Linked DNA regions of Mus musculus: regions 1, 2, 3 and 4 are each linked to region 5. The links are chromatin contacts, called in public HiChIP or PLAC-seq maps. All regions are on one chromosome and are shown on one strand. Each heading gives the region's core, a stretch centred on a gene start, on an enhancer-like site or on the middle of the called end of the contact. The rest is flanking DNA. Distances are from core to core; before and after follow the strand shown.

What was found. HiChIP or PLAC-seq counts read pairs in DNA pulled down with a chosen protein or histone mark.
Region 1: a contact with region 5 is called in an H3K27ac HiChIP or PLAC-seq map of embryonic stem cells, with 3 times the contacts expected there. The contact joins two enhancer-like sites. A contact is called at or near these places in 1 of 15 datasets of contacts at CTCF or cohesin (the NIH/3T3 cell line), 3 of 484 Hi-C or Micro-C datasets (CD4 T cells, nephron progenitors and neural stem cells) and 14 of 115 datasets of contacts at active chromatin or transcription factors (embryonic basal ganglia, embryonic midbrain, embryonic stem cells and 1 more).
Region 2: an H3K27ac HiChIP or PLAC-seq map of embryonic stem cells shows a contact between it and region 5, with 6 read pairs. The contact joins two enhancer-like sites. A contact is called at or near these places in 1 of 484 Hi-C or Micro-C datasets (nephron progenitors), 9 of 115 datasets of contacts at active chromatin or transcription factors (T-cell acute lymphoblastic leukemia, embryonic stem cells, extraembryonic endoderm stem cells and 2 more) and 1 of 9 other capture datasets (embryonic stem cells).
Region 3: a contact with region 5 is called in an H3K27ac HiChIP or PLAC-seq map of embryonic stem cells, with 6 read pairs. The contact joins two enhancer-like sites. A contact is called at or near these places in 1 of 39 promoter capture datasets (cranial neural crest), 6 of 484 Hi-C or Micro-C datasets (all in embryonic stem cells) and 18 of 115 datasets of contacts at active chromatin or transcription factors (embryonic basal ganglia, embryonic stem cells, extraembryonic endoderm stem cells and 2 more).
Region 4: a contact with region 5 is called in an H3K27ac HiChIP or PLAC-seq map of embryonic stem cells, with 5 read pairs. The contact joins two enhancer-like sites. A contact is called at or near these places in 3 of 484 Hi-C or Micro-C datasets (all in embryonic stem cells) and 10 of 115 datasets of contacts at active chromatin or transcription factors (embryonic stem cells, extraembryonic endoderm stem cells and pancreatic cancer cells).

The regions. Positions count from the first base shown.
Region 1 is chr13:97,258,206-97,262,441 of GRCm38.p6, reverse strand. No RefSeq gene overlaps it. Among named protein-coding and RNA genes, the nearest start is that of Enc1, 19 kb to the right of the region's middle. Within about 2 kb of position 1,866, at least 23 of the 459 cell types and tissues checked have an H3K27ac peak or open chromatin away from gene starts, as enhancers often do. A contact at or near this core is called in embryonic stem cells, where this site is marked.
Region 2 is chr13:97,318,627-97,322,771 of GRCm38.p6, reverse strand. No RefSeq gene overlaps it. Among named protein-coding and RNA genes, the nearest start is that of Gm33390, 22 kb to the right of the region's middle. Within about 2 kb of position 2,136, at least 19 of the 459 cell types and tissues checked have an H3K27ac peak or open chromatin away from gene starts, as enhancers often do. A contact at or near this core is called in embryonic stem cells, where this site is marked.
Region 3 is chr13:97,290,188-97,294,272 of GRCm38.p6, reverse strand. Gm33390 (a long non-coding RNA gene) reads left to right here. Exons shown (of 3, transcript XR_382781.1): 2 at 116-347; 3 at 533-559. Among named protein-coding and RNA genes, the nearest start is that of Gm33390, 6.9 kb to the left of the region's middle. Within about 2 kb of position 2,047, at least 52 of the 459 cell types and tissues checked have an H3K27ac peak or open chromatin away from gene starts, as enhancers often do. A contact at or near this core is called in embryonic stem cells, where this site is marked.
Region 4 is chr13:97,353,269-97,357,468 of GRCm38.p6, reverse strand. No RefSeq gene overlaps it. Among named protein-coding and RNA genes, the nearest start is that of Gm33447, 21 kb to the left of the region's middle. Within about 2 kb of position 1,793, at least 11 of the 459 cell types and tissues checked have an H3K27ac peak or open chromatin away from gene starts, as enhancers often do. A contact at or near this core is called in embryonic stem cells, where this site is marked.
Region 5 is chr13:97,493,509-97,497,539 of GRCm38.p6, reverse strand. Lncenc1 (long non-coding RNA, embryonic stem cells expressed 1) reads right to left here. Exons shown (of 2, transcript NR_110432.1): 2 at 1-3,135. Among named protein-coding and RNA genes, the nearest start is that of Gm41030, 32 kb to the left of the region's middle. Within about 2 kb of position 2,534, at least 6 of the 459 cell types and tissues checked have an H3K27ac peak or open chromatin away from gene starts, as enhancers often do. A contact at or near this core is called in embryonic stem cells, where this site is marked.

The DNA of each region.
Region 1 (4,236 bases), core at 617-3,116, 230 kb after region 5:
CATGCAAACACACACATACACACACCAAATAAACAAGCAAGCAAACAAACAAATAACTTTAGTCATACCCCTCCCCCCACATACACAAATATAAAAGAGAAAACAAAGAATTCCTGTAGAAGGAAAATGCTCACACTGGGTCTTAGAGGGTCCAATCCCCATTACAACTCTTTCTTTAAAAAGACTACACACACCATGCCCACATAAGAACTCTCTAGGCCCCAAACTGAGGACATAAGATATTGTGATTTCAGTTGTAGCCCTTCAGAGTTAGCACCCACCATGAAGCAGTTGGCAAGACAGAGATGGCATAAGAAGATATTTAAATGAAGACACAGGCAGGCATGGGGGTACACCCATTTCATCCAGCACTTCAGAGGCAGAGGCAGAGGCAGGAGGAGCTAGAACTCAAGGTGGTGTGTCTTAGTTTGGGCTTTATTGCTGTGAAGAGACACCGTGACCAAGGCAACTTTTATAAAGGCAGCCATTTAATTGAGGCCAGCCTGTAGTTTGAAAAGTTGAGTCCATCATCCTCAGGGTGGCGAGCATCAGCAGTGTGCAGGCAGACATGGTGCTGGAGAAGCCCAGAGTTCTACATCTTGATATGAAAGCAGCCAGGAAGGGACTCTGATTCCACACTGGGCAGGGCTTGAGCACAGGAAGACCTCGATGCTCGCCAACACGGTGCTACATTTCCTCCAATAAGATCACATCTGCTGCAATAAAGCCACGCCTCCTAATAGTGCCACTCCCTATGGCCAAGCATTCAAACACATGAGTCTAGGGGGACGGGGGGGGGGGGGGGGACGGGGGGGGGCAAACCTATTCAAACCACTAGGAGATCCTTGGCTATACTGAATCCAGCCTGCTATCAAATTCCAGGACGCTATCAAAATAAATAAACAAACAGCATGCGAAGAAGAGGGAAAGAGTTCCAGGGAACCTGGGGAGAGCTTGTGGGACACTGCACATGTCTGAGCTCTGTGAAGTAGGCTGAAGACAAAAGCAGTGTTGAGAATACCAGTGGTTCCCCGGGGGGGTGGGGGTGGGGGTGGGGGGGTGGGCGGGGGGGGGGCGTTGCTGGGCAGGAACGGCTGCATGTACCTTTCTGCTGCATCTGTCCTGGAAGCTCTATCCTGTGAGCTTCCCAGCATAGACTCTGACAAGCTCTAGTGTACCTGTGAGCAGAATTATCTCAGCCTTGCTAAACCTGAAGAGATGGTCAAATCTCTCTTTTTTCCTGACCTGCCCTCTTTTGGTCTGCCATAGAGGGTGTTACGGTTAGAATCTGGTATGTCCCCCGCAGGCTCATTTTGAGAATCTGGTTCCCAGCTAATGGCACTGTTTGGATGTGGAACCAAAAGTGGGGTCTGGCTGGTAGGCAAAGGTCACCAGGGGTGGAGCTTGAGGGTTATAGCCCGGCCCTCCTTCAAGTCCTGACTCCGCCTCCTAATCTGCCAGGATGTCACCCTGCTGTCTCCTTTCTTATTGCTCTGCTAACAGGGGTGAGGCAGCCAGCGTGCCTTCTCCATTGTGATGGGATCTACCTCCTGGCAGACACTTCAAAAGGAGGGGTTGCCATTCACAAAGGCTCATGCAATTGAGTTACAAAAAGGAAAAAGAAAAAAAAAATTTTTTTAATCTTGTGTTTTAAGTAAGTTTGAAGTTTTCTATTGAGCTGTGCACATACATGTGTCTGTGAGCCAAAAGTTAAATCTCTCTCTCTCTCTTGGTTCACTTCTGTCCGGTGTTTCATTACAGTGTTGGGAAAGTAGAACAAATGGCAAACGCCTGATCCCTATGGGCCAGGTCCAATTACAGCTGCCAGGCCTCACCTCAGGCTGCTTCCTTCTACTCTGACCCTGAGCTATCAACTACAAGTATCTTCAGGAGACCCCTGGCTCTCAGCAAGGGAAGGGCCTCGGAGGCTGGAGACACTGAATGGCAGCTAGCTAACAGTGGCCACCCAGGAACTTCAGAACTCCTCTGTCTTTGGACTTGGCTCAGGGAAGGCTAGAGAAGAGATAAGTGCCGCTGAAATGTTGCATAGGCCTCATACCTTGAGCACAACCTGCCCAGGGCCTTCTCTCTCTCTCCAGTTTGCTGGATGCAAAGGGCCCCGGTATCTGCACCCTGTCACTGTGCCTTGGTAAGCCACCCCATCCCCTCTTTCCCCCCCGCCGAGCCTGTCTTGGACACTTTTCTATTCTCGTGATAAAACACCATAACCAGAGCAGCTTAGAGAGAAAAAGGTTTAATTGCAGCATACAGTCCTAGCCCACTGTGCCGAGACTTCCTGGAAGTAATTCAAGGCAGGAACCTGGAGGCAAGTACTGAGCAGGGTCCCTGAAGGACTGCTGCTGCTGCTGCTGCTGCTGCTGCTGCTGCTGCTGCTGCTTACTGGCTCACCTTCCCGGCTTGCTCAGTCTGCTGTTTCACCTTCCCAGGGATGGTACCACCCACGATGGGCTGAGCCCTCTCACATCGGAAAACAGACTTGCCTATGGACCAACCTAATGGAGCAATTTCTTTGACTGTAGTAGTTCCCTCTTCCCAGAGATGCCCAAGATGAAAGGGGCCTCCTCGCTGAATGTTGGAGCTGCCCGGGCCAGTGCGGACTAAGATTGAACTAACTGCTCTGCTTCCTCCAGCAGCTTTAGTCAACCCGAGCAGAACTCCTGGAGAGAGCCTCTGTCCTTCCTAGTTGGCACCGGCAGACTCCTTCACTTTTTTGGGCTGTCTTCTCCAACCAAACAACCAAACGATGAAACGGATCTCTAGGCACATATGAACGGTTGCACAAATCATGGTATTTATGGCAGTTGCTTTCCGCCCCAAGGAAACAAAACATATTGCAATAACTAAACGCTGAATGCTAGACACGGTGGGAGGGCGATGCAGGACTTACTCTAGATCACACGCTGCATCGCTGTCGCTGCCCGCCGCCCGCTGCTGCAGGCAGACCCAGTCGGGGTCCCGCAGACTCTACAGGAGTGGGTGTGACATGCCGCTGCCGCTAACCTAAGCTATGAGTGGGTTCTGACACTGAGTTGTAGTGTGCTCTGTCTGTGATGCTCTGACTGCTGGCTGGGCTCCTCCTTAGCCATCTGCACTTGCTGTCCTTTGCTTTCTCTTTCTCCAGAGTTAAACCCAGGACTTTGCCCGTGCTAGGCAAACATGGTACCTGCCTACATCTCAGCTTCCCATGGTGCTGACCTGATTTGGGATCCTGAAGCCCTTCTGAACACAGTGTTTTGGGGTTTTTTAATGAGATTTTTTTTAATGGATGTGATTGATGACATGTTGGCCATTGCTACTCAACCTCACCTATGGCACGGCACTATCTCTCCCTCGATATCAAGGGGATGCGCACAGCCCTTACATTCTGCCTTGCTCTCCCTGGGACCAGACTCTGTTGCTGAAACTACAAAGGGGCTTCCAGCACCCAAGAGGCTTCACTAGCACGCAAAAGAGCCTCATTTCACACCTGTGAGTCCAGACACTTAGGTGGAAGACCAACTAATGTGTTTCATAAAGTCACAGGGGAAGTTTACTGTTTCCAGGACATGGTGTGTATGGTGTTTTGTAATGCGGTGGCATGGTGCAGCAGGAGGGCGTTCCTTAGGGGGACTGAGGCATCATTGCCCCCAGGTACCAACAGGGTAAGAAGGGAGTGTGGGAAAGAAAGGGGACGGAAAAGGACAGAAAGTGAGAGGAGAGAGAGAGAGAAAGGAAGAGACCAGCTGGGAATAGGGGGAAGGAGGGAGAGAGAGAGGCCGAAGAGAGGGAGAGAGAGGCCAAAGAGTCCTTTTAAAGCAAGCCAGACTCTTACCTGACTGTTGCTAGGTAACTGATGGGCGGAGCCTAGAGGAAACGCTAACAGTGTACACAGGTAATAGATATACATACCATGCTTTAGTGGATCAGATGATTTACGCCAAATTTCTACAAGACTCCTTTTACTTCCATATTTTCATAATATTTTGGCTTGAGCAGTTTATCTATCTATCTATCTATCTATCTATCTCTATATCTATCTATCTATCTATCTATCTATCTATCTATATCTGGGATGCTTAACAGATTTCTCTTCAGAATAGTTAGGTTTGCGGGAACATGAAGTGAAAGTAAAGAGTTCGCTCACAGCCAATTTCCACCTTACTCTCCTCTCTGTGGACACCTGGTCTCACGGTGGCCATTTGTTACAATCTACATTTGTAACAACCCAGGCCTATC
Region 2 (4,145 bases), core at 887-3,386, 170 kb after region 5:
TGGTTTTCTTTGATGTGTCGAAAGCATCCGGCATAGACCACAGAAGAAGGGTCTACTTTAGCTCACAGTTCAGCTGGCAGTAGGGACACAGAAGTGTTCATGTCACTGAATTTCTTCACATCTCAAAGAATCAGAAAGCAAAGCGCTTGAGCCAGGATTTAGACCACACTAGAGTCTGTCAAGGTCCTTACCCAAGAAAGCCACTTGCTCCAGCGAGGATCCTAAAGGATCCACAGCCTTTTAATATAGTGTCACCAAGTATTCAAACACACTGTCCTGTCAGTGACAGTTTACATTCAAACCAAAGCAGCCTGTGAAGAATGAACTGAAAGCTGAGGCATTGTGGGAAGTAGTTAAGTCAGGACTGATGTTCTTATACATGGTGGCACTATAGCCAAAGTAGCCTGCGAAGGAAGGCTGATAATGGCGGTCATCTGTGCTAGAAATTGACAAATGGGAGCCTAAGACAAATTAGGCCTTGAGCATTAACCTAGGAAGCATTTCCATCCTGTGCCCAACAGAAGCAGGAGAAACGCAGGCACCTCACAGAGTGAATGTGTTTTAAGAATCTAGAAGCCGGGCAGTGGTGGTGCACACCTTTAATCCCAGCACTTGGGATGCAGAGGCAGGTGGATTTCTGAGTTTGAGGCCAGCCTGGTCGACAGAGTGAGTTCCAGGACAGCCAGGGCTATACAGAGAAACCCTGTCTCGAAAAAGAAAGAAAGAAAGAAAGAAAGAAAGAAAGAAAGAAAGAAAGAAAGAAAGAAAGAAAGAAAGAAAGAAAGAAAGAAAGAGGAAGGAGGGAGGGAGGGAGGGAGGGAGGGAGGGAGGGAGGGAGGGAGGGAGGGAGGGAGGGAGGGAGGGAGGAAGGACCTAGAAGGCATATGGTTGTTTGGAAGATAATGGCCGACCCGTCCAGCAGGTCCAGTTATTCAAGGGTCTCGAGGGGACCTTCTCCTAAGAACCAAATTGGGGGATAGAGAGAGACGAGAACCTTGTGCGAATAACAACATGGAAACGTACTGAGTGGCATCAAGGTTCCAATGTATTAGCCAGGCCCAAGGTTTAAATGCACAAGCAAAAGGGGAAGTGCCATTCAGCAGGAAGGATGGGGCAGTAGAATTGCACAAACAAAAGGGGAAGTACAGGTACTTATCAGTGGGAGGGGTGGGGCAATAGAATTGCACAGGAGGGGTGGGGCAATAGAATTGCACATTCTTTAGGCAGTTACATGGGGAAGCAGGAACTTGGTGGTATCAGGGTGTGGTCAGGACATCTGGCACTGACTTAGGGCTGGAACATCCTGTGGTTGTTCTCGGAACAGTGTGTCGTGGCCCGCTTTTGACCCCCCTTTCTTCTCGGGGGGGGGGGGGAGGCCCAATTCAGAGATCAGGACAATTGTGTTGTCTTAATGGCTCCCAACAAATGGCTATGGAGAAATTGGACTTATTCCAGTGATACTGAGGAGCCAGAAGAACGATGCATTAGAGTGGGTTATTGGATTATCTGTGGACAGTTTTCATTCTTGCCAGGAGTTGCCGTGTTCCTGTTATATTAACTTTACCTGGGGAGATGTGAACAAAGGTCTGTTCACACAAGATATTTCACCGGACAAGTAACAAACCCACAAAGTCCACTATGGCAAACCCATCCATTTATAGGTTACTTTGAGAAACTTGGGTGATTCAAAATCAGCCCACCCCAGCCCCATGAGGACTCTTGGACTCCTTGCACAACCTGCAGGTAGCTCAGCAGATGGGTCAGAGTCTCCAGGAGTCCCTGCTAGTGGGAGTTTCTTCTAGGCAGCAATTGTTAACTGATTCTACAACCCCAGAGCAGGGCCTTGAGGGTCTTGCATATTTTAGCTTTCCGGGTTTGTGAGGCTATCTGCTTCCTGATCCTGACTTCATGAGTCAGAGGAAATTGTTACACATCCTGTAAAGATAAGTCGTGCTTTGGTTGGCGGGGGGGGGGGGGGGGGGGATGATGATTTGGGGGGATTCGGGGGGGGGGGTGTGCGGGGCTTGAAGAGGTTACGTTTGTTGGGGGGGTTACGTTTGTTGGCTTGAATTAAGCAGACACTAGGCTTCACCTATAGAGAGAGACAGTGAGATTCTGTGGAGACTTGAATAACAATGGCCCCCATAGGGTCACTGATTTGAATGCTTGGTCACCAGGGAGTGGTGCTATTAGGAGATGTGGCCTTGCTGGGTGGGGGGTTGGGGGGATGTAGCTTCATTGGAGAAAGTGTGTCACTGTTGGGTGGGCTTTGAGCCAAGCACAGAGGTTCTCGCTCTCTTCCTGCTGCCTATGGATCTGGATGTAGAACTCTCAGCTCCTTCTCCAGCTCTATCTATGTCTGCCTGCAGCCTGCCAGGCTTCCTGCTATGCTGATAATGGATTAAACCTCTGAAAATGTATGCTAGGTCACTTCCTGTCACAATTATTACTGATAGTAGTGGCTAGGCCCAAATTTGGAGAAAATACAAATGAACCTAAAACAATGGTCTAAAAGGTTTTGACGGATTTAGTTCAATATTTCAGATAGCCCCAGGCGTAGGACTGTGGAACTTCTGTCTGAAAAGTTGAAAAAAAATGTGAAGAAGCTCGTCTCAGGGGTCCATCTCGGCCATCTGCCCTGAACGCTGTGCTAAAGTGGTTCAAGTGGTGGACAAAGGCCTCCTTGTCCTCGCTGTCCCCTCCTTCACTCTAAACCTTAGCATCCTCCCCCAAACCTCTGTGACTAACACCACTCCATAATTACTATCCAATCTGAAACTTTCTCAGAATGCCATGGATCCCACCCATGTGGCGGGCAAATGGTGCCCACAGCTGCTGTAAGCAGGCAGTGCAGGCTGGCCCATAATGTGGGACTGTGCAGGTTAGCCCACCCAGAGTAAGAGCGGGCACGGAGCATACCCAAGGAGACTCCCCGAAGCCAGGAAGTCTGGGATGTTTCCCTCCCCTTGGCTTTGCATTAGTTAGCTGCTGTGTGAGGGTCTGCAAAGGTCATGGCCTAATTATACCTGTGGACACCAGACAGAAGCAGTGTGGACAGGGTCTCCAATGACCTGCTGTGCCTCCCTGCCCTTCCCCTAGCCTGAAAGTTCCCCAACCAGTCTGTCCAAAAAGTGCATGAAGTATTAACAGCATTGAGGAACAAATGGTGGGATTTTTAGGTGGTGTAGTTATACTGTAGATGAGAGAGAGAGAGAGTGGGGGGGGGGGAATACCATGCCTTTTACACAGATACACACTGACTGACCTATTTACAGATAAAAAATTATGTCTAATATGTCCAGCAAGATAATCCACTTGAGAGAGACTGATAAAGACTATTCAAAGTACTATCTCCTTGTGCTGATATAGAGTGGGTAATGAAAGGACGAGGTTAAAGTGTGTGTGTGTGTGTGTGTGTGTGTGTGTGTGTGTGTGTGTCTGAAATTTTCCATGATGAAAGGTTTTCAAATTCCACAAATATTTTCTACTTTTCCAGGGACCCTAATTTACAAAGCCAGACTGCCACAGATACCTTCTTCTCTGATCCAAGAAACCATCTTGTGTGTGCTATTATTGCATATGTTCTTTGGCTACCTTTTTCTTTTTTTTTTTTTCTTTTTTGTTATTGTTGCTGTTCGGGGTTTGTTTGGAGTTTTTGTTTGTTGTTTTTAAAGTTGTTTTTTTTTAAAGTATGTGTACATATGTGTGCCTGAGTATGAGTTTGTGAGTTTGCCTACACTACCCTCAGAGGCCAGAGGGCTTCAGATTCCCTGGACGTAAGGCTACAGGCAGTTGTGAGCTGCTGGATGTGGGGACTGAAAACCAAACTCGGGTTCTCAGTGAGAGCAGTACAGAGTCTCAATTGCTAAGCCATCTCTCAACCTCTGGTGTTGTCTTTGGTTTAGAAAGTCTTGCCATGTAGCCCTGCCTGACAGAACAATGTGACCCAGGCAGGATGGAAGAGAGGGCAGTCTTCCTGTCTCTGCCTTTCTAGTGGGGACCATGGATGTGGGGACATGCCTGTAATCCCAGCACCTAGGAGGTAGAAGCAGAAAGATCAGAAATCCAAGGTCATTCTTAACTACAAAGTGAGTTCACCGTCAACTTAGGATATATGAGAGAGAAGGGGGGGATGAGGCAGAGAA
Region 3 (4,085 bases), core at 798-3,297, 200 kb after region 5:
ATAGGTCTAAGTGCAACGTCAATAGTTATTATATTATTCTGTTTGGGGCATAGTGTCAAGAAAAAAAGCTTGTGCACATCAAACCTAGCCTCTCATTTTCTGCTGCTTATTTCAGATCCATGGTTGATTGAATCTGTCAATTAAGAGCCCGAATCGGCAGGGACTGTCAGCACTTCTCTTGGCCACCAGTAATCAGGACCGTGGCTAAATTAACAAAGAAGAAATCTAGAACAAGACAGCACTGACTTCAGTTCTGGGCCTGGTGTCTGCAGTTTTTATAACCTTGCCCTTGACAGTCAAAGGACATCCCATCTACACAAAATCTTTCTCCTTGAGTCAAGAAGGAAGTGAGTCTGACAATAACTCTTCCAATTTACCAGAAGAGAAGCATTTCCCAGAAACCACTAGTAAGCTGTGACTTAACTCTCTGGCTGAAACCTTGTGATTCAGGCATGATTGTATTCAGGACACTAAAACAGATGAAGCTTTCTCATTTTTTAAAAGACTTATGTTATTTCATTTATATCTTCAGACACACCAGAGAAGGCATCGGACCCCATTACAGATGGTTGTAAGTCACCATGTGGTTGCTGGGAATTGAACTCAGGGCCTGGAAGAGCAGTCAGTGCTCTTAACCACTGAGCCATCTCTCCAGCCCCAGAAGATGCTTTCTAGCCTCCAACATGGAGACATCAAGGTGAATCTGTAGATGTCATAGCTGGTCTCCATCTGGATTCTGACTCCTGTAGGAGACTGAGATACAACCTGCTTCTGTTTCTGTTACTATGCATGTGTCCCTATTTCAATGTATTTCAGTGTCACTTGGCCACTTCCCGCCGAACTCAGCGACCAGTCAGATTATGACACACAAGTTTGTTCCCATTTAAAATAATACATTAGTTCTATTCCCCCCACCTCCAGATCCTCTTCAGATCTCCCAATATACCTAACATTTCTTTGGTTTACATAAAAGCCCTATCTAATTTGCTCCCTAGGGGAGACCTACCACAATAGTAAAGTTGCACATTTCCACAGGGATTTACCCTAAACTGTTAATGAGTTGTGACTTCCCTGTCTGTACAGGCAGACAAAGCTGCTGCACCCCAAGCAGGTAGACAGAATTTGAACCAGATGGTTCAAGGCAGGGAAATGGGCTTAGCAGATCATTCCCAACACCTCCGTGTGTTGACTGAAATCCGTAAGGGGATGGCAAAACACCACCCTTATTTTCTCAACAAACTGTGCACCTTATTGAATATTAAACAGAAAGCTGAACAGAGGAGAGCTGGCTCTGGGTTTTCTTTCCTTGTCATTAGAACCATAAACTTGGCTGCTAGTTTCAACGAATCAATGGGGTGTGTGTGTATGGAGAGAGAGAGAGAGAGAGAGAGAGAGAGAGAGAGAGAGAGAGAGAGAGCTAATCTCATATCACTGAAGGACTTTCCGGTAATCCCACTACTACACATTGAATAAATCAGAAGTGGCAAGGGTGTGTGTCATTTCCATGAGTTCCTATATGGGAAGCAAATCCCCTTTTGCCCGATTTTCCAGTTTCAACAATAAATTACCCCAGCCTCTGATCCTCACTGTGAAGCCAGCGCCATTAAAAGCAGCGCGAATGCAAATTGAGGCGTTTCCCAGCTCTCAACACCCCACCCCTCACCCCCGACAGCCAGTTTAATTAAAGCCAAATTTGGTTGCGGAGTAAACAGGTATTTACAGATCAGGGGGAAAAAATCTGGTTCCGGTAATTAAAAGGATTTTGTAAATCTTGTCCTCTGTGTTAGAACACTTGGGTTTTAATAGTTAATTAAAGATGTCTTAATCATCCTTTGAGAGAAATTTGAAAAAGAAAAGATTAGGGACCAGCCACAAAGACACCACTGAAGTTCTGAAATTCCTGTCTGAGGAACCAGGGTCTCTCTTTACCTCATTGGCACGTAGACTTTGTCTTTCCTTTTCTTTGAACAAAAGGGTAGTCCTGTGCGCTCACAGCTGCTCCACAAGCCCCGGCCAGCTTGCGAGTCACCCACACACCACTGCCCTTGGAGCTAAGGGCACAGATGTCTGGTTCCTATGGCTTCCCAAGCTGTGACTGAAGACAAAGTCAAACTCGTTGGGCAGGCAAACAGACAGATGGACAGATGGAGAGACAGATGGGGCTTGTGTGTGTGTGTGTGTGTGTGTGTGTGTGTGTGTGTGTGTGTATGTGTACATATGCACGCGCGCACACACACACACACACACACACACACACATTAACTTAAGCAAGTGTCTTTCCTATCCAATGGTTTTTGATTTGGTTTGGTTTAGTTTTATTTTGTTGTTGTTTTTTAAGGTAACATAATGAACCAATTGACAGATCAGCACCCCTGTGCTAGGTACTGGAAGGGGACACCAGAGACTATATATCAGAGCACTCCTTGCTCAGGACTGGAATTTAAGACAAACACTTTGTGGCTAATGGTGCTACAAACCCTCCCACCCCCATAACACACACACACACACACACACACACACGCACGCACGCACGCACGCACGCACGCACGCACGCACGCGCACTCACGCACACGCACATAGAAAAGACACACAGGAGAGGACAACCCAGGGCCATGTAATACTGCAGGACAGGGACACACCATACATCCCAACTCTGTCTTCCCCTTGAGAGTGAGTCCAGCTGGCTTTGGCTGGAGAGGAGAAGCAGACGTCTGGAGAACAGTAATTCCAGACAGTGAACAGGACACACAGCAGGAAAAATCGATGCCTGCCTTTAGGAGTCTGTGGCTCCAGCGGCCAGAGCCCAGGGCTTGGCAAGAGTGAGATCTAGCGAGAAAGCCTGGCCTGGTCAGCCAAGGCTACCTATGGCTGGGCTGTGACCAGATAGCCCAAGTGCTGAGCTGCAAGGCCACTCCTGTTGTGTCTGACAAAGTGTGACAGGAAGAAGCACCTCAGCCGGCCCTGCCAAAGTGTCCCCGGAGGAATCAGTCACGCTACAGACCTAACATAAGGAAGGTTTATTAGTGAGATGGGAAGGGGACCTGCAAAAGGGGTAGAGGCAGAGGAAGGAAGGGGGACAGAGAAGAATAGACAGAGGAATGAGGAAGGACCAAAGAGGAAGAGGCCGGCAGGGACGCATGAGGTTAGAGGAAGAGAGAGGTAAGGGAGGGAGGAAGAGAGGGAGGGAGGGAGGGAGGGAGGGAGGGAGGGAGGGAGGAAGGGAAGGAGAGGTGTGAGAGAGAGAGGGAGACACAGAGGTCTCCAGTGGTCTTCTTATAAGCCTGGCTCCTGTCTCATACCTGGAGGGTGGAGACACAAGCTGTTGCTAGGTAACGGTTGGGCAGAGCCTAGAGGAATTGCTAACAGCTCCCCTAGGGCTTCTGTATGGACGTCTGTGCCTGGAAAGATTCACACTAAGTTGGCCATTTCTTCATGATGATGAACTGCCAGATCCTCAACTTCTATATAGCCAATTTTTCTAAAAAATTTTCCTAATGGGCCAGCAAGATGCCTTGGTAAATCAAGGCACTTGCCAGGCAAGCTTGGTGACCTGACTTGGACACCTGGAACCCATGTAATGAAGGAAGGAGAGAACAAACTCGACAGAGCCATCTTCTGATCTTCACGCAAAGGCCATAAGACACTCAGACCCTCTACCATTACGTCTGTCCACAACAGCAATGACAAAGAAGTAAAAATGTAAACACACCATAGAACTTCAAGATGACAAAAACTACACTTTAAAACAGAAAGCCACAGCCTGTTCTCAAAGGTCCTTAAGCCCGACTCTCCCCATCTGCCCCATTACCTGGCTTTCTTACTGTGAGGTGGAAGCTCTGGAGGTAAAACTAATTAGTGACATTTAAATGCAGTCACCAGCGCTTTATAGTTAACACTCTAGGTTGAAATTCTATTTGAAAAAAAAATTTTTTTTTTTTACTCAAAAAAATGTTTCACAGAGTATTTCAGTTATTGTCAGTTCTTGCTCTATCTCAAGTTATAATGTTTGGTTATAATGTCAAGTTATAATATTGTCTAACGAACAAGAAAAAAGTAAACTTTAAACCTGTATCTAAGATGCACTA
Region 4 (4,200 bases), core at 544-3,043, 140 kb after region 5:
TGTCCAGCTGAGGGATTTATAAGGACCACCCTAACACTCTCAAAGAGTGAAGGAGCTCGCCTGGGGGTGGAACTCAGTGGCAGAGCCCTTGCCTCATGTGCATGAGGCGCTGTGTTCAATCCCAGCCCTGTAATAATAATAATAATAATAATAATAATGGTGATGATGATGATAATTATCAAAGACTGAAGGAGGCAATATGGAATCACTCCAGAGCTTCCTGGCTACTTCTGATTCCTGACCATAGCATAAACGATAAACACAAGTAGACCTCCCAGGAACACTGCTGTCATTCCAGGTCCCGTAGACAGGCTCTGAGCAGATAAATAACCCTACCCAGAGGCATGACTCACACCTAGAAAAATGTCCGAGTTCGTGAATCTGGTTTTCGTTTAATCCTCCCTACCGCAGATGGACATTGTGAGAGAGACAGTGTCTCTTATTGGCCTGGCTCTCACCCGTTGTGCTTGGCTGGCCCACCAGTGAGGCCCGGGGATCTGTCTTTCTCTGCTTCTCCAGGATTGGGATTACAATAACATGCTACAACACTGGTTCCAAAAATCAAACTTAAGTCCTTGTGCTTGGAAGGTGAGCATTTTCCCAACAGAGCCAGCTCTCCGGGCCCTACTGTAGAACACTCTACAATGGTTCTGATACTTCTAAATATTGCATCACGTTGTAGGTAGAATTAATCTTAATATTGGATTAACTGTGTGAGTCACTGTTGTGAACACTCTACATGCATGAGCTCATTAAAATAGTGCAACGTTCCTGTAAGGTAGCCACCAATTCTTCCCGTTCTGTAAATAAGAACAACGAAGCTAAGAGAAAGGGGCCGCATTGTGCAGGGTACATTTACACAGGGTCAGACTTCCATGTGAGCTTTGCCATCGTGTCTCAGTGTACAGTAATGTAACAGGGCTCTCCATCCCAATGCCCTTCTCAAGAGTCAATGCAGGGTCAAAATTTTTACTATAAACACTGTCAAAGTCTTTGTGAAGGCAGGTTCATTTTACAGGAGTACCATGTTCTACATAGATACTGTGATTAGGTTTTTGAATAGAACCATGATAGTAAGTGATATTCAGCATCCTTAGTCCAGGAACATCAATTACCACACGGGACTATTATACAGCCCCAAACACTGACAACTGTCTCCTGGGGACAGACATGGCATGGAATCCTTTGGAGAGATGAATACTGAGTTTTCACTTTAGTCACATGTAAGCCACATAATTTGGTAAACAACCTTCTAACGATGGGAAAGAGCAGGGTTCAGCTTAGCCATAGCTTGACAGGAACACAGGGAAGGTAAGGACCTGCAGTAGTTACATTCACCAGGCACATGAGTGACGGTAGTACTGGGCATTTTAAGTTCGGAGCAAAGACCACAAGCTCTCGTGGCTTGGAATCTGGTGGCAGCTGCAATTTATCAGCCTCTCCAAGCTTCCATCACACAAAGAGGTGGGGCCAACATTCCTCCCTCACACAAAGATGAAAAGAAATAGCTGAAAAGATTGCTGAACACAGGGAAGGTGGCTGTCGGAGTCCTTCTTGTCCGCAGCATTGAACCAAAAGTCAAAGTGAGTTTCAGTCCTGCCTTGCTATGTGACCTTGATCTCTTCCCATCTCTGGACCTCCAGTTTCTTGCTTGTAAGAACAAACATAACCAAACTGACTTTTAGGAAACTTGTCATCTCATACTACGAGGTAGGTGTTGGGAGCAGGTGGTGAGGACCTGATGCGGATGGGCCTGGTGCTGTTTGTATGTTGATGCTAATTCCACTCACCTGGGAGGGATTGCAGACAAGGAGTGAGTCACTGTACTCAGGTGACTTCTAGTGAACCAATTCCCTAATGAATAAAGGAGCCAATCACTGGGTGAGTAGGCGGGACTTCCGGGTTGAATGGAGGAAGAGAGGAAGCAGAAGAGAGTTAGGTCCTTTTGGACGGGGATAGCATGAGGACAAGATGTAGCTATGAGTGTCTCCGGATGATTTAGATTTAATAAGGCTTACAAGATTAGGATTTTAATTGTTGTGCCCAGTGATTAAGTTATTATTGTTTCTGAACTAAGTTTGTGTTGTGTTTTCCTTCACATAGTGGCTCATCTGGGTTCAAGAGAGAAAGGTACAGCGGCAAAGCGTGGGTTTGCCTGATGTGCACCACAAAGGCCATGGGAGATTTGAAGCACAGGGTTGGCGTCGTAGCAACCTGCCTGTAGGAACTGAGTGAGCTGGGTGGAGAGATCTTGGAGCACTGAGTCAGAGTCTCCATGAGATAAAAACAGGTCAGCCATTTTCCTCAAGTGTGTGGCCGACCAGCCCGCGGGGTCAGAGAGTAGCAGGGTGCAACATGGGAATGTGATGGTTCTTTTTTTAATATTTCCCACAACAAGGACCAGGAACCTGTGTAAAAAGGCAAAAACATGGGAAAGCAAAAGGCCATCGTGGGCAGACACGATCCAGGTCACTTGGCTGCAGCAATCTCAAAGAACACTCTCCTGGAATAACTACAGGCAGTTTCCTCCCCAGTGAAGACAGAAGCCTGAGTCTACCTTCCCTTGCCTGAATCAACTCCTGCCCAGGTCCCACATCCTCACCCGGGTATCCACTCTCCTCCAGGCTTCTTTACTTTCTTTCAGAAAGTACCTCTTTCTCCTCTACATTGCCCGCCTCCCCTTAGCACAGCCAGTGCCCTCTGAGGATACTGAAAGGGTTAAGTGCTGTAAAATGCTTTACTCGGTGGTGGACACGGTGAGCACACTAAGGTTGTCACTTTCTGAGAAGCTGCCCTGCCCACACAAGAGGTTTTCACAAGCTCTTTCCTTGTTTAGATATGGTTAACAAATCAGAGAGGCTCAGGGCCACGGGGCTCAGGAATGTGTCTCTGTTCTAGTCCAGTCCCCAAATGCAGTAAATTCATTAATGCCATAATATGACAGTTACTGATGCATTTCTCTCAGCAACATCCTCCACAACCGTGGTGGCTGCACCAGGCCGAGGGCAGCCGCCATTGCAGGAGGACACCTCACAGTCTGGCATCGTGTGATTGTAGCCAACCACGGCCTCTGTGCAGGCACTCACCAACTTCTTCTAGTTTGTCCATAAGGGGAAGAGTCTGAGATGGCGAGGTATGGAGGGCAGAGAAGAGCAAGGCCCCACTCACTGCAGATCGTTGAGGGCAAACAGCAGCATAGCCCTGGGCCAGGCAAGGCTTCTGCTGCAGGAAAAGGGGCAGCCACTCAAACCTCTGACTCTGCGCTGGTCAGGAGATATCTCGCCATGCAGGCAGTTGTGTCTGTCTTGTTGGAGGGGAAGGCAGTGTGTGCTGAAGAGGTGAGATGGTTTATCCAGCAATCCAGAGTTAGGGAGAAAGATCTTCAGACCCAAGCCCTGCACCTCCACTCAGAGCACCCTTCCCAGTCTCCCTGTACTAGCCCAGTCTCTGTGGCAAACACAGGGAACATGCACTCAGGGCTTCAGGTTCCTGACGTATGAAGAAAGGCAGGCTGGGAGCAGGTGCTTTACTGAGTACTGCGTCTACTTCCTTTCTAAAGAGAAACACTACCTGTGAGCACACTGCCTTGTGTTCCTTAGGTCCTCCATTTTCAGAGGAAAATGCTAAGCAAGCCTGTTTGAGGGTGACGGATCATTGTCCTCTGTGGTCTCTTGTCAAGAATTGCCTGGTGTGAGGAAGAGGAGCGGGCAACAAGGAGGAAGTTGAACCAACAGCACTTCCCATGTCCCATGTCCCATGTGCTGCACAGCCACGACTTCATTTCGTCCTTGCAACTCTATGAGGGAGATGTTCGTAACCTCCATTGGACAGATGACGATATGGGGACACAGGCAAGTGGTTTGATCGGGTGTACCTGATTACACGTGAAATTTTGGCAGGCTACTTAACACTCCAACTGGCACTCATATTTACTTACACAGCCCATTTCTAGGAGCTTCTGTATTCATCATCAGCAAAAGAAACTGACTAAACTGACTTTAACCTCCAAGAGCAAAACATGGATGACAAATTTGCAACCCACTCTCTCGTTGCCCAGTGACTGCTTCACAAGTGGCTCCCGGAGAAACCCTTTTTTTCCATTGCTACTGCCGCAAAGGCACTGCTAAACCATGAGCCCTTTCCACTCTGAACAAAGCTAACAGGAAACTTTACTCATCTACCAAGATTCTACCAAAGTTC
Region 5 (4,031 bases), core at 1,285-3,784:
TTCTCTCTGGGAGCCACAAGCAGTCGCATAACACCCAGAGGGAGAAGAACAGAATCCCATCAGGAGAGCAATAGCAGGCACAATCCTCCAGGTCACCAGTCCAAACAAGGTAAATCTATAATACCAACCCACTGCCACACCCTCACAACACACACACACACACACACACACACACACACATGTGCCTTTCCTAGGTGTGCTAACTGTGACTCAGGCTCTGGCTTTGGAAAACCAATTCTAAGAGACTTTCTCCTTCACACTCTGGCTCCTACTCAAGCATCTCTTCACTGTCTCCCAAAGCTGCCGTCATCCTGTGATTGATGCCTTTCTGAAGAGTCTACAGAACTTGTCTTTTTCCATTAAGCTGCTCAGTGCCTGTGGTTTCCACTCACGGCCATTATAGTTGATAGCTCCCTCTTTGCCCCTAAACTTTCTGGCAACACTCAGAGACTATCTAGAATGAAATGACTATACTGAGAGTCTTGCACATTTAGAGAAGTTTAGTATAGGAAGAGGTCTTGAGTTCGCAATATTCCACATATTGATGTATTTATTCCACCAATAGATGCTCAATCCCTAGTATGAAGCCAACTCTATGCTGTCTGTACACTGTCCAGTGAAGCTTGTAGCTGATGGCCTAGGCAAGCCTTATGCAGAGACTCATTCTTTTAAATCAAGAAATCAAGAAATCAAGACCTGGACAGTGGTAGCACATGCTGTTGATCCCAGCACTTGAGAGGCAGAGGCAGGCAAATCTCTGTGAGTTCGAGGCCAGCCTGATCTACAAAAAGAGTTCCAGGACAGCTAGGAATACACAGAGAAACACCGTCATTTGCCACAATACACTAAAGAGATGATTCAGATTTCAAGGCTCAAAGAAAGGACATTGCATCCAAGACTCTTAAAAAGGTTACATTCAATAAAATTTTCAAAGATACATAAAACTGACAAAAAAAAAAGAAAGATGAGAAAAAAAAAGCAAAAAGAAAGGAGACAGAGAGAGAGAGCACACTCGTGCTCAGCACAGAATAGGGAATAATACAGTGAATGACTAAGCAAAGAGGTAGGTGGGCAGAAAATACAGATCACGTTTGGAAGTGGAGAATCATGCAGTGCCTTAAGCACTGCCTTCAGGGGTGAAGCCATGTGTTCATCCCGGAAGGCAGGTGGATTATAGGGTCCTGTGTTTCCCAGAATGGCAAGTTGAAGCTGAAACTTCTCAGAATAACAAAGGGGAGTCACTGGGGAATTTAGGGGTTCTAGGACCTCTCTCAGGCCCTGAAGGAGCTGGAAAGATAGCTCGACCATTAAAATCACTGGGATCCAAAAGACCTGGGTTCAATTCCCAGAACCCACATGAAGGCTCACAAGCATCTGTAACTAACTCCACTTCCAGAGGATCCAATACCCTCTTCTGGGATTCATGGGCACCAAGCACATACCAGCTACACAGACAAAACATTCATTCACATAAAATAAACTAGTACTTTTTTAGAAAGAGATACTTGTCAGGCCAACAGAAACATGAAATACAGAGGGAAAGTTTGGGAGTTCCCAAAGCCAGCAACCACACAGTACACAGTAGCAGGTGGGAAGGCTTAAGCCAGAGTGGAGTGGTAAAGTGGGAGAAAATACACACAGACAAGACACTTTTGGACCGATCTGGCGATTGACGTATGGAGATTGAGCTGTGCACAGTGATACTGATGCTGGTGCACAGTGATGCTGATGCTGGTACACAGTGATACTGATGCTGGTGCACAGTGATGCTGATGCTGGTACACAGTCATGCTGATGCTGGTGCACAGTGATGCTGATGCTGGTGCACAGTGATGCTGATGCTGATACACAGTGATGCTGATGCTGGTGCACAGTGATGCTGATGCTGGTGCACAGTGATGCTGATGCTGATACACAGTGATGCTGATGCTGGTACACAGTGATGCTGATGCTGGTACACAGTGATGCTGATGCTGGTGCACAGTGATGCTGATGCTGGTACACAGTGATGCTGATGCTGGTGCACAGTGATGCTGATGCTGATACACAGTGATGCTGATGCTGGTGCACAGTGATGCTGATGCTGGTGCACAGTGATGCTGATGCTGATACACAGTGATGCTGATGCTGGTGCACAGTGATGCTGATGCTGGTGCACAGTGATACTGATGTTGGTGGTGACACTAGCACGCATGCAGGCAAGGTTCAGTGTCTAGAGTGAACTGTTGATCTAACCAGTGGCAGCATGAAGAGGTTGCAGATTGGCAGGCCTTTGTGTAGAGGTTCCCTCTGTCACACCACACAGATTTAGGACTGAAACTCAAAACCCATACAAAAACAATATTGAAATCACCAAAATGTAAAAAGGAGTCCCACTCGATGATGGCTAAAGGTGGTTTCAGCATGGAACCCTGAAGCAGAGCAGGAAAGGTCACACCCAGCAAAGAACAGGATGGCCCTGGCCCTTCCCCATTGTCCTCCCAGGTAAGAGCCAACAAAAAAGCTCTACTGTAGAAAAACACCAGTCACTTGGAATCCACACTTCCCTAGGCCCTAGGATCCAGAGAGAACTGGTACACAGCAAACCACAGGGGGAGAGATCACCGTACTCAAGAGAAATACTTTGATATGCAAATGATCAAGGAGAAAGACAGCTTTGAAGTGATTTACAGCTCCTAGTAATGAGAAAATACTATGAGATGATTTTATATCTTCAATAGAAGCTAAAAATGAGGTTCCTTTATGAAAGGACAGCAGAAAGCCAAAATACTAAAAGATCACCATGACCTAAGAGGCCAATGTCTGATAATTGTTGCAATCATGTCCTTAAGTTCTATGGATCCTGCTTCTGACAGTAGCTTAGAATGGTCCATCAGGGGAGCCTCTTTTCTTCATCTCAGATTCTCATCCCCTGCCTATAAAGATGTTCTTCATGTCATTTACCTATACCGACGAAACAGTGATCTAAAGACACCCTTTACCACAGGACGCTGGCCTGGTTATAACATCTACATTATCTTCTGTCCATAATCTCCAGATCCATGAGCCCAGCGCTGCTCTAGAAGGTCTGTGAGCGAGCTCAGCAAGTCTTTCTTTTGTCCTTAAGGTGCTTCAGTTCCAAGTCTGGTCAGGCTTCTGGAAGGTTCGAATGTTAAAAAAAAAGGGATCAGAGCAGTGGTTCTCAACCTTCCTAACACCACAGCCCTTTAATACAGTCCCTCATGTCGTGGTGACCCACCCCACACCCAACCACAAGATGATTTCATTGCTCCTTCATAACTAATGTTGCTACAGTTTTTTAATTATAATGAAAATATCTGATATACAAGATATCTGACACATCAAGGGTCGTGACCCACAGGTTATGAACTGCCGAGTTAAAATAACATATATGTGTTTTTGGGGGCAGGTCACAGATAAACCAAAAGAGACAGGGAAGTGCTTTTGTGTTATCCCGGTGGAAGGGACCACAGTGGAAGAGTGAACTAGGGGAAGGAAGTCCCTGATGCACAACCATGAAATCCTGCGCAGTTCCTTGAAAAGTCATGAGCTGGTGATATTAAACGGTAAACAGATGGCCACTCGTCCAGAAGGAGACAAAACCAGAAAGCTATTTTTGTTCTTTAAGCCTGAACTAAAGTGAAAGACCAACTGGATAGCCTTTAAGGCAAAGCGCTTATGTAACTTTTGGTCCACACTGAGCACTTTTAAGAGAAAGCCTCCCGATTTAACTATGAGGACGTGTTCACCCCACACTAGGGACCCTTCTAACACTTAGGCAACTAATGTAAAAGGTACTATCCACAAACCTTTAAGTATTAAATCACGGCTCAAAGGCTGACCTCTTCCAACACCTGTGCTTAGATGGCTTCATGACTGACTGAAATAGTCGGGCTTCCTGGCACATGGCAACCTTTCCATGAATGGTTGGGGAGCGAGAGGAGGAAAGGCTGAATTTCCCAATAATCGGTCCTTGGAAAAAATGCTCGCTGGCAGCCTTCGCGGCACGTGGCACTGGCACCACAGCACCA